Regions from separate parts of the Rattus norvegicus genome. Here region 1 is linked to region 2. The links are chromatin contacts, called in public Hi-C maps. All regions are on one chromosome and are shown on one strand. Each heading gives the region's core, a stretch centred on a gene start, on an enhancer-like site or on the middle of the called end of the contact. The rest is flanking DNA. Distances are from core to core; before and after follow the strand shown. Region 1 overlaps Serpina3l (serine (or cysteine) peptidase inhibitor, clade A, member 3L). Region 2 has its middle 17 kb from the start of Serpina3c.

Region 1 (5,251 bases), core at 985-3,484, 72 kb after region 2:
AGACCAAGAAATTGTTCCACTCTAGTCCCACGATGTACAGTGGGAGTGGAGGCATAAACTAGAAGTCTGCATAAACCTGAGCTGGTATTTGTGATTTGTGGAGACTGCCATGGCCCATGTGTGGGATGCGGACGCCTTACCCATGATTCAGCCACAGTCTATGGGACTATGAACTGCTCCCGATATCGGAGATGGAAGTCTCTGCTCTTCTCTTTCCCCTAAAACCTAACCTAAAAGCCATTGTCTCCTAGACATGGTTCTCCTGAGGAAGACAGGGCCCTCAATTCTCCACAGGCTCACCATCTTCACTGTCTCTCTCTTGCACACTCCACCCCACATCCCTGACTGTGTCATTAGTCCAGGTAGCCAGGCTGAGGTTTTGAGAATCCCCTGTCCAAACCATGCCTGGAGACATTTCTCATAGCTAGCAGCCTGATCAACTACAAGCTTTATCCGGTTCTGCACATGTCACAATAAAGGACAGTCTGAGTGACTGAAGATGGATGGATGGTGGTAACAGCTCAAAAGCTGAGCCTAGATGGGGAGGAGGTGGAATATTTGTCCTGTGGCTACAACATGATCATTTGCCTCATTTTAGGCAAATGGAAGGTCCCCTTTAACCCTAATGACACATTTGAGTCTGAGTTCTACTTGGATGAGAAGAGGTCTGTGAAGGTGCCCATGATGAAAATTAAGGAAGTAACCACACCCTATGTCCGGGATGAGGAACTCTCCTGCTCTGTGTTGGAGCTGAAGTACACAGGAAATGCCAGCGCCCTGTTTATCCTCCCTGACCAAGGCAAGATGCAGCAGGTGGAATCCAGCTTGCAACCAGAGACCCTGAAGAAGTGGAAGGACTCTTTGATCCCTAGGTGCATGTCCTGAGGACCCAGAACTGTCATTGATACCTGTACTGGTGTTGCCTGATGGCCAGTGACTCTGTACCTCATTGTCACAGTAGTATCCTATGTAATGGTGGAGAGTCCCCAGGGGACAGGTAGACTTGAGTTGAATTTCCCTCTGCTGACTATGTGTTTTGGGCCCTGAGTTGCTGTCGATTTTGTTATTCACAGGATGAGATCAACTAGAACAAGGATCTCAGAGTCCCTCCCTCTAGCAGGCTCTAAGTTACAGGGAATCTAGAATGAGTTGGAAGGCCAAGGGAATTGTGATTGATAGGAGATGAACTCTGAGAATCAGCTCTGCCCTGTGGAGCCACTTTATCCTCTCAACATGCATCATTCCCCATACAAGGAATAAGACTTGAAGACCTACTGTCTGTTATACTCTGAAAGTATATCAGAGACTAAAGAACAAATGTACCCTTAAGCCTCCTCTTGTAATAGAGAAAGAAAGAATGTAGGCATGAAAATTAAATTAATCATCATTTAGTAGGTTAAAACATGAGAAAGGGTGAAGTTAAGAAGGGGAGTGTCCAAGGATTAGGAAATCTAGAGTCTGATGCAGTGTGCACTTTTAAATAGAAGGGTAATAGAAGATGTTGCTGCACGAAGGGAGGATTCCATTTGTGGATCAAGGGGGAAATCATTCCCAGTAAAGGAACAAGTAGGACCAAGTCAGGTTACTGTCTACTAGTCACACTCTCAGTCACTGATGAATAATTAATGCATCAGGAAGAGCAAAGTCATGTGGTCTAGGCATGGGTGGAAAGAGGACTTCTCTCCAGGGACAGAGCTGTTTATGGAGAGAAGCCCCAGGGGCAAGATGAATTGATGGAGACATGGAGTCCAGGGACGCTTACATTGCTATTTTTTATTCTCAGGATTATAAATGATCTCCGCATGCCCAAGTTCTCCATCTCCACAGACTACAGTCTAAAAGAGGTCCTTCCAGAGCTGGGCATTAAGAAAGTCTTCTCCCAGCAAGCTGATCTGAGTAGGATCACAGGGACCAAGGATCTGTATGTCTCTCAAGTAAGACAAGAAACACAGGGTGCTTCACGTTGGGTCCTCAATGTGGATGTTGAAGGTCATACGGGCATGTGGGGATGGTTCATGTGTGAGAACACCGACATTTCTGATGTTCCCTAACAAATGTCCATCCCCTACTCCCTGTACCTAAGCTCACCTAGGAGACCATTGTGGAGAAGAGACTGTAGTTGCTTTATAGAACCATGGATGCCAACCTGTGCTGCACTGCAGGGCTGCACACAATACACTGTAGGGTCACCCACAATGCACTGCAGATCTACCCACAATACACTGCAGGGCTGCACAAAATACACTACAGGGCCTCCCACAACACACTGCAGGACCATACACTGAAGGTGCCACCCACAATATAATTCTGGCCAAATCACTCCCAGCCTCAGCTCCTTTAATGTGGTGCTGGGATAGTACTCCTTGACCAGCACACAGAATATTAACAGTAAAAGTAATAACCAGGATCTATGGCAGTTCTGATGAAAACCCCAAGAATAGGAGAGAGATGCCTTAGACGCTCATACTACATCCCTAGCTGCACAGCCTGTCAGTGTCCAATGTTCCATCCAGTGCCCACCCAGAGCCCTGGGCTCAGGTCTGTCCCAGCAGGACATGGAAGTCTGGGAATGTACAGTCAGGCCCTCTGCATTGCTGGTGTATGTCCCAAGGAATCCTGCACTGGCTGCCAGCACCCTGGCTGTTCCCTCTGAAAAAGTTGAGAGGCTGCCTGTGAGGAATCTCCTGCCACTGCCTACTGCCATCCTTCAGTTTGTAGTGGGTTTGAGGGCAGCACAGATTCAGACACTGAGCAGACCAGGGCACGCCTCATCTCATACCCTGAGCAGAGACTTGGAAATCCATCATTAGAGCTCAGGGAAGGAAGAAAGAGACCAGCACTCACTGCTTGCTCCAGACCCCTCTCCTGCCCTCTCTGATGTCCACTGAGTGATGTGTTTCTCTCCCCGCAGGTGGTCCACAAGGCTGTGCTGGATGTGGATGAGACAGGCACAGAAGCAACTGCTGCTACAGGGGTCGCTACAGTCATACGTAGACAACCTCGAACTCTGAATTTCAACCGGCCATTCATGGTGGTTATCACTGACATGGATAGTCAGTCTATCCTCTTTGTTGCCAAAATCACTAACCCCAAGTAAGCCCAAAGCTCCCCAAGATCTGACAGTTCTGCCCAGGACCCTGGGACTGAGCCTGCATGTGGATCTCTGTATATGTCCTGACATTCATGCTCTGATTGGCTGTTTCAAAGTTGTCTTAGACAGTGACATCGACTATCTCTATGGCCCCCATGTGCACAGGAGCCTTTAGACTGTCAGTGTCAGGCTCTTAGGCCCCTTGGGAGCATCTACCCATGTTTCTGAACCTGGAATCTATCTTTATTCTTCCCTAGTGACTCCTCTTTCTGTGTTCATACCCCAAACCTAGTTATTGGCAAGTACATCCAGTCCCAATAAATGCTTTGAGCACATCTGCTTTCAGTCTCCACAGTCTTGATGGAACCAGACCAGCCTCTGGGCCAACCCATGAGATTCAGGCCCAGGACTGAGAGGGGAACCTGCTGCACTGAATGCCATTCTAGCATCTGAGAAACTGTTGCCACACTCTTAGCTTATGCTTTCCCCTCCTCAGGCGATGCCACTCAGTGCCCCTTGGAGGGTCCCTTGACCCTGACCACATCTGGCACAGTGTTGGAGCCCTAACTCCTGCAGCAGCAATGGGCCTGTGGGTCAGACAGCTGCACTCTCCCTCGCACTCCTCCTACTCAGGGCAAAGTGGTAGCCTCTCTAAGTTCGCAGCTGGCCAACCTCACACAAAATGAAGAGGTAGGACCAAAGGGTCAATAAACATACACCTGTACATAAAGTGCCCAGGCAGTATTCCCTTAGCTCCTGTTGGAAGGGGTTGCTTCTAGTGACAACAGGGACAAAGAGATTGTCACTCATACTCTGTGACTCCTGTGATGGCCCTCTGATATACACGCTATTAACAGTCCCTTTATGGATGAGGAAACTGAGGCCCACAACAGCTTAGTCATGTCCTTGTGACCACATTATGGGTGTTGGGGTGCTCTTCCAAATTTCCTGATGCCAGAGGAACAGTCTCCCCCAAGTTGTGACTCTGTTCAAGAGGCGTCACTGTGGTGGACAGGAGGATGAGAAAACAGCTCTGATACTTCCCAGAGAACAACAAAATAGTCTGTGGATCAGGTGACATCTCTGCTGTGGTGGATGTGAGGAGGATGAGAAGGTGCTCAGATAACCACAGAGAATATTTTTGGGGAGGGCAAAAAAAAGTTGGGGGTTGGGGATTTAGCTCAGTGGTAGAGCGCTTGCCTAGCAAGCGCAAGGCCCTGGGTTCAGTCCCCAGCTCCAAAAAAAAAAAAAAATGAAGCCATTTCTGAGAATCTGAAAGGAAGTGGATTTCTGGGACAACAGAGTAGAATAATGGTAGAGCAGGAGTGGTAGGAAGGGGCACAGGATGGCCAAGAGCCTGGCTCCTTGAGGATTCTGGAAAAATTTGGAGCCACTGGGAGAGTTGCAGTGGTTAGACAAAGTTTCTCACATGGAAAATGTACTCTATGAGGTTACAATGCTGAGAACTGGGTTGTGAGAGGTAAGGAGTAGCGAGGACAGTCTAGGAGAACACAGCTGGAGTGGAGATAGATGAGCTGGCTTGCGGTCTCCATGGAAAAGGAGAGGGGGTCAAGGTGCATTCAAGTTGGGGCACCTGCTGCTCATGGAGAATCCTCTAGACCTGTGGATCTGGAGAATCCACAGCCAGTGGAAGCACATGGACAGGGACAGCTGTACAGTCAGCTGAGACTTGCTTGAGTCTTAAGGGTCCTGAAAACACCACATTGAGCAGTGGTCATGAGGTCATCAGAGAATTAGAGCCTAGTGGGCCACACTCAGGACCCCCAAGTGAACATCAGGTACCCTTCCCTGATGGCCATGAGATGAGAGAAGAGGACTCATCTATTGAAACAATCAAATGTCCTAACAGACTTCCCAATGTGTCTGTTAGGCATCATCCTGAGACTGGGACACCATTTCCATACAATGAGCACTGACTAGCTCCAGCTCTATCCCTCCATCCATCCTGGATCCAACTCGGGTGTCTAAAGAGCCTGGTGCTGAATGCATCTCCCTCTGCTGCTGTGCTGGTCTGGAACTTGTGACCACATCTGAGTCCATCTCTTCTGCAGTCTAGGACCTAAATATCAGGGATTACTTTTCCTCATTCCCTGAGTGCTGAGGGTTTCTCCTCTCTTGTCCTTCAATTGTGTCCTTGAT
Region 2 (5,401 bases), core at 514-3,013:
TTACAGCCAACTATTGTCGTTGGTTTATATGCCTCCATGGAAAACCATGGGGGGGTTGTTTATTTTTTGTTTTGTTTATTTTTTGTTTTGTTTATTTTTTGTTTTGTTTTGTTTTGTTTTGTTTTAAACCACTATCGTTTGTCTTTGTGGTTGCACACTTACTGAGGTGACCCTCTGTAACCATTGAGTATAAACAGGCTGATATTCTAAAGAAAGTTAGCTATCACATGAGACTTTATTCTGCCTCATTTTTAGGCTCCGTTCTCCCAGGTTGCATCACCAAGTGGAGCAGTGACAAGCTCCTGTATAACCATGTGATCTAAGCTGCCTGTCATGACCTAGCAGTTGTTTGACCCACCAAGTTATAAATTAGGACATGCAGAGTAGCACGTCATTATTTAAAGGATATGATATATACATGATCTGATACATGCAGGTCCTGAAGGCACTACAACATTGCACAAAGAAGTTTCCCAAATGCCTAAGAGTTCTACTCCATTGACAGTGCCTAGAGCCTCATGATGTATACTCTTTGATCTGTTAACTGAGGCAGAGAATATTAAGGCATGTTTTTCTGATGTTTCTGCAAGTTATGTAGGCAGCAGCCAGCCATGGACAGATGGAGCATGGCAACTCTTTCAGAGCAAACCCTGAAGACAGCAGCACAGGGACATCTTCTTTTCTGGTAGAAACTCAGGCAGTATTCATGGTCATGTATTTTGCTTGGGAAGATACACGGCCAGATTAGCAATTCTTCACTGATTCATGGATATCACCAATAGGTTTCAAGGGCTGGCCAAGAGCATATTTAGAAATCTAATGAGAAAGAAATTTGGTGAAGAAGTATGAGGATAGATCATTCCAGATGGGGAAGGATGTGAAGATACTTGTGTGCCACATACGTGCTCATCCAATGTGACTTCAGCTGAGGTGGAGCTCAATAACCAAGTTGATAGTATGATGCTTTCTGGGGACTGTCTGATTCTTTCCACAGCCATCTCAATCATTGCCAATAAGTCAATGAACAAGGTGATAATGACTGAGGTGACCTTGGGGCTTGACAATATGGAGTGCTAGTCAGGAAGGCTGACCAAGACATTTGGGGAAGCATCCCCCACAAGCATCATGTTTAGTTGTGTGGTCAGGGGGAAATAAATAAGTGTCCCTGTTTCTCAGTTTCCCCTTCCATAGAAGAGGCTGATAACAGCATATAAGTCAGAGGGTCATCACAGGAGTCACAGAGTGTGAGTGACAATCTCTTTGTCCCTGTTGTCACTAGAGGCAACCCCTACAAGCAGGAGCTAAGAGAACACTGTCTGGGCATTTTCTGTGTTTATTAATCCTTTGGTCCTACCTCTTCATATTTTGGTTAGTGGTGTTCATTTTTTGTGAGGGTTGTCAGCTAGGAACATAGAGAGGGACTACCACTCTGCCTTGAGTAGGAGTGCTAGGGCAAGAAGTTTCCATACAGCTGTGGGAATTTTGGTTCCAAAACTTCCATATGTGCGTAGGGTCAGAGATCCAGCAAAAGGCCCTGGAGGACAGAACTCATGGCCTGGAGGAGGAAAAGAGAGGGGCAGGAACTGCAGACCAGGTAGTCATAGACATTGGAAATAGACTCAGGACAGCATCGGAACCACCAGATGCTGAACTGTTGACTTTGAAACTGTGACTCAAATCAACCTTTGATTTGCTCAGTGGGTCATCTGAGATCATTCAGTTCCAATCCATTGATCATTCATTCACTGAAGCACCCTACCCTGATGGCCATGAGATAAGAGACAAGGACTCAGCTATTGAAACAATCAAATGTCCCAATAGACATCCCAATGTGTCTGTTAGTCATCAGCATGAGACTGGGACACCATTTCCATTCAATGAGTACTGACTAGTTCCAGCTGTATCCCTCCATCCATCCTGAATCCAACTCAAGTGTCTAAAGAGCCTGGTGCTGGATGCATCTCCTTCTGCTGATGTGCTCTGGAACTTGTGGCCAAATCTGAGTCCATCTCTTCTGCAGTCTAGGACCTAAATATCAGGGACTACTTCTTCTCATTCCCTGAGTATTGAGAATTTCTCCTCTCTTGTCCACCAATTGTTGCCTTGGTGATGGACCTTCTCTAAGGGGAGACCCAGTGTTTGATAAAGGAAACAGATTGTTGTGAGAGAAGATGTATGACTGAAAACACTGCCGTTAACTTATGTTGAATACCTGGGAACTTCCTGCATGGCCCAGTATTTTCTACATATTCAATATCCATTTTATTCTAATTCAAGGGTGGGAGCCTCCAGTCCCAGAGGGAGTAGTGGCAGGAGCACAGAGTAGGATTCTGGTGTGGCTTTAATTTCTGGGGTTCTCAGGTCATTCTAGTTCTCTATCTGTACTGAAATGCTGATGATAATCCCTAAAACATCCTAAAAACTTTCATGCTCTTTCTGAGAGTAAAAAGCTGCTGGCTTAGGTGATTGACACCTGTCGCTTAATAGTGGAGAATTAAGTAATGTTGCCTTTGTTCTATCTCAGCAGGAACTGAGGGGCTCTAACCTTCAGCCTGCTAGTCAGAAGTCTCAGGAAGAAAAAGGGACACTTTGAAAAGTGATTATATAGCTGTCTCTTGAGAGGCTCTGCCAAAGCATGACAAATACAGATGTGGACTCTCACAGCCAACCATCGTACTGAGAACAGGGTCCCCATTGGACGAGTTAGAGAAAGGATTGAAGGAGTTGAAGGGGTTTGCAACCCCATAAGAACAACAAAACCAACCAACCAGAGCTCCCAGGTACCAAATTACCAGACAAAAAATATACATTGACAGAACGATGGCTCCAACTGTAGCAGAGGATGACCATGCTGTGTACCAATAGGAGAAACCCTTGGTCCTGCCAAGGCTCAACCCCCAATGTAGGGAACTATCAATGTGGGGAGGCAAGAAGGGGTGAGAGGTCGGGGAGAGGAACACCCTCATAGAAGAACGGGGAGTGGGGATGGATGAGAAACTGGGAAAGGGGATAACATTTGAAATGTAAGTAAAAATATCGATTTAATAAAAAAGAAAAGTGATTACAGCTCTTATTAGTAAGTTGTAAAAAGTTTCCCATTTCTAAGAAAAGGAAGAAACATTTAAAGATCCTAAGCAGGACAAGAGAAAATTTCTTCTAAGTGGAGAAAGGGAAAACAATTTCTTCTCTCTTTTCTCATCCCTTTGTCCTCAGTACTTACACATCTTTCAGAATACATGATCACGTTTCAAGTTTCACCATAATCACACAAAAATCAAATCATAAATTGAAATGGAAGCTTACAACAGAGAATGTTTACATGCATATTTACTGTGAGTATTTATCTGGCTAAGCATCCATCACCTGTCACAGTTCCACAGGTACTCAGAAGGTTTAAAACCATAACTAAGTTATTAGTGGAGTTTTATATAGATAAACCCAGTCAATATTTTATCTTCTGTCCTAGCACCTATAATAAATTGTTAGTTCCCTTCTTATAACCTTTGGCTAATTGTTTTGCAACCTCTTAGAATGTGCTCTGGTAGGAGAAAGTCTGGTTACTATCTAAGAGCAATTAGCTATTGACACATGGGAGACCAACAGAGTTCTCATTGCAGCTGTGACTATCAGAAAAGGACCTAATAGCAGTTCCACTATTAAAGAGCTCAACAATCACTGACATAATTTTAGAAATTCTTATAGGATCATTAAGACTTAAGAAGTCATCTATTTGTCTATAAAGCATCATTACAAGACAGTACATCTTTATAGATCTGCAGAGATATGCTCAAAAGATGTGAGCTAATACCTAGTTATTATATATGTTTAATAATAAGAGAAAAGACATATTAATATCAGGAATCTTTCCTAAAATTAACTCTCTTTGGCTTTTCTACAAGAGTAAGTCTGTCACAGATTAATTTGAAGCAGACCAGTCAAGAAGACCACCTGACAGTTATTTCGTGGGCCTATTATGTCTCCTCACAGATGTCCCAGCTGGCTGATGTACCCAACTTTGAGGACCTCATCTTAGTTATCCATATCCCTGCATCAGACCACAGGCACTTCCCCAACCTATCTCTATCTCCCACTATCATAAACTAATTCCCCTCTAGTAGTGCTTTCTCTGTGTTGGGGTTACTTATTGCCAGAACTTGTTGTCATGCCAACATATTTTCTCATGTCATAGTTCCATGTGACCTTTGGCAGTCTGGAACTTTATGGACTCTAGCTCAAATCTGTATAGGAGGGGCCCAGAGTTCATCCAGAAGCTGAGCTTGCCAGGAAGCCTCTTGTCATCAGAGCCTCGTCCATGAATTGGACCTGTCTGTTTTTTTCTGTTCATGACCATCTGCCTTGGCACATGTCCTTGCTTGCTGATAATACTGAGGCTTCATTCTCATTATAGTAATATTCAGATGCCCACTTTTATTAATATATTCCTGCATTCATTCATTAATTGCTACTCTGCATTGAGATCTGATATGTATGTAAAGGATAGGATCTGCTGGCTTTGGGTCTTAATTGTGGGAGGTGTAAACAAAAGGATGGATCTGATGGTGTTGTAGCTTCTGTATGTCCATGCTGATGATAGACCATCTCAAGTCTAGTGTTCTTCCAAGCACTTTTGTTCTCCTACTTACATGTGTCTTGTTGGGAAGGGCTCTGGTTACAAACATTGCATTCTCCAAGGTGCCTAAATTTCAGAACCTTTGAGCCAAACCTGCCTTGTGCAGTAATGTCCAGTGAAGAGCTGCTCAGCTCCCCGCTGTGCCTCTCCTTAAATAGATGGGCAGCAGTCATGGCAGGAAGAATTGTACCCTGCAACTTCCTGGTAGCATTTTTCCTAGCAGTTGCCATACAACACTTTCTTTCTTTTCATATATATAAACATTTTATTTGATTTACTGTCACTTGAGTAAAACCATATAGTTGTTCATGTATAATTTTTTCTTATTTCAAGTTACTAACAAAATAACTAATATTCTCAAATGTAGGATGGTTTATAACACAAAATGGATAAATGTGATAGTGATGAGCTGGCACTTTGAATTGATGGTCTGTGAATCTCACATTGTCCTTCCCTGTTTAGAATTACCCACAGCAGGCATCCATATCGTCTCCTCTATACTGAATTCTATGCGCGTAAATGCTTGCAAATGTATTTATAGGATTGAAATATAAAATTAAATAAAATTTAAATATATATCAGATTTGAATATATCTATAAAGGCTTGTCGTGAAGATGAAGTATTTGTCCTATTGCATCCTTCATGCTATTGTATCATACAATTCAGATGCATTACATACTTAGTCATACTTCCAGGAATTCTGCCAAACTTCTCTTGGTTGTAACATAGTATTTAATTTGTCCTTGGTTTTTTTTTCTTATATGACCTGG

What was found. Hi-C and Micro-C count contacts between places; a contact is called where the count stands out from the background.
Region 1: a Hi-C map of hepatocytes shows a contact between it and region 2, with 2.8 times the contacts expected there. The contact joins two enhancer-like sites. A contact is called at or near these places in 2 of 12 Hi-C or Micro-C datasets (hepatocytes and liver).

Annotation. Positions count from the first base shown.
Region 1 is chr6:129,067,142-129,072,392 of GRCr8, forward strand. It overlaps Serpina3l (serine (or cysteine) peptidase inhibitor, clade A, member 3L), which reads left to right. Exons shown (of 5, transcript NM_001389215.2): 3 at 599-872; 4 at 1,784-1,934; 5 at 2,912-3,432. The coding sequence ends at 3,097. Among named protein-coding and RNA genes, the nearest start is that of Serpina3l, 6.6 kb to the left of the region's middle. Within about 2 kb of position 2,235, at least 1 of the 93 cell types and tissues checked has an H3K27ac peak or open chromatin away from gene starts, as enhancers often do. A contact at or near this core is called in hepatocytes, where this site is marked.
Region 2 is chr6:128,995,553-129,000,953 of GRCr8, forward strand. No RefSeq gene overlaps it. Among named protein-coding and RNA genes, the nearest start is that of Serpina3c, 17 kb to the right of the region's middle. Within about 2 kb of position 1,764, at least 1 of the 93 cell types and tissues checked has an H3K27ac peak or open chromatin away from gene starts, as enhancers often do. A contact at or near this core is called in hepatocytes, where this site is marked.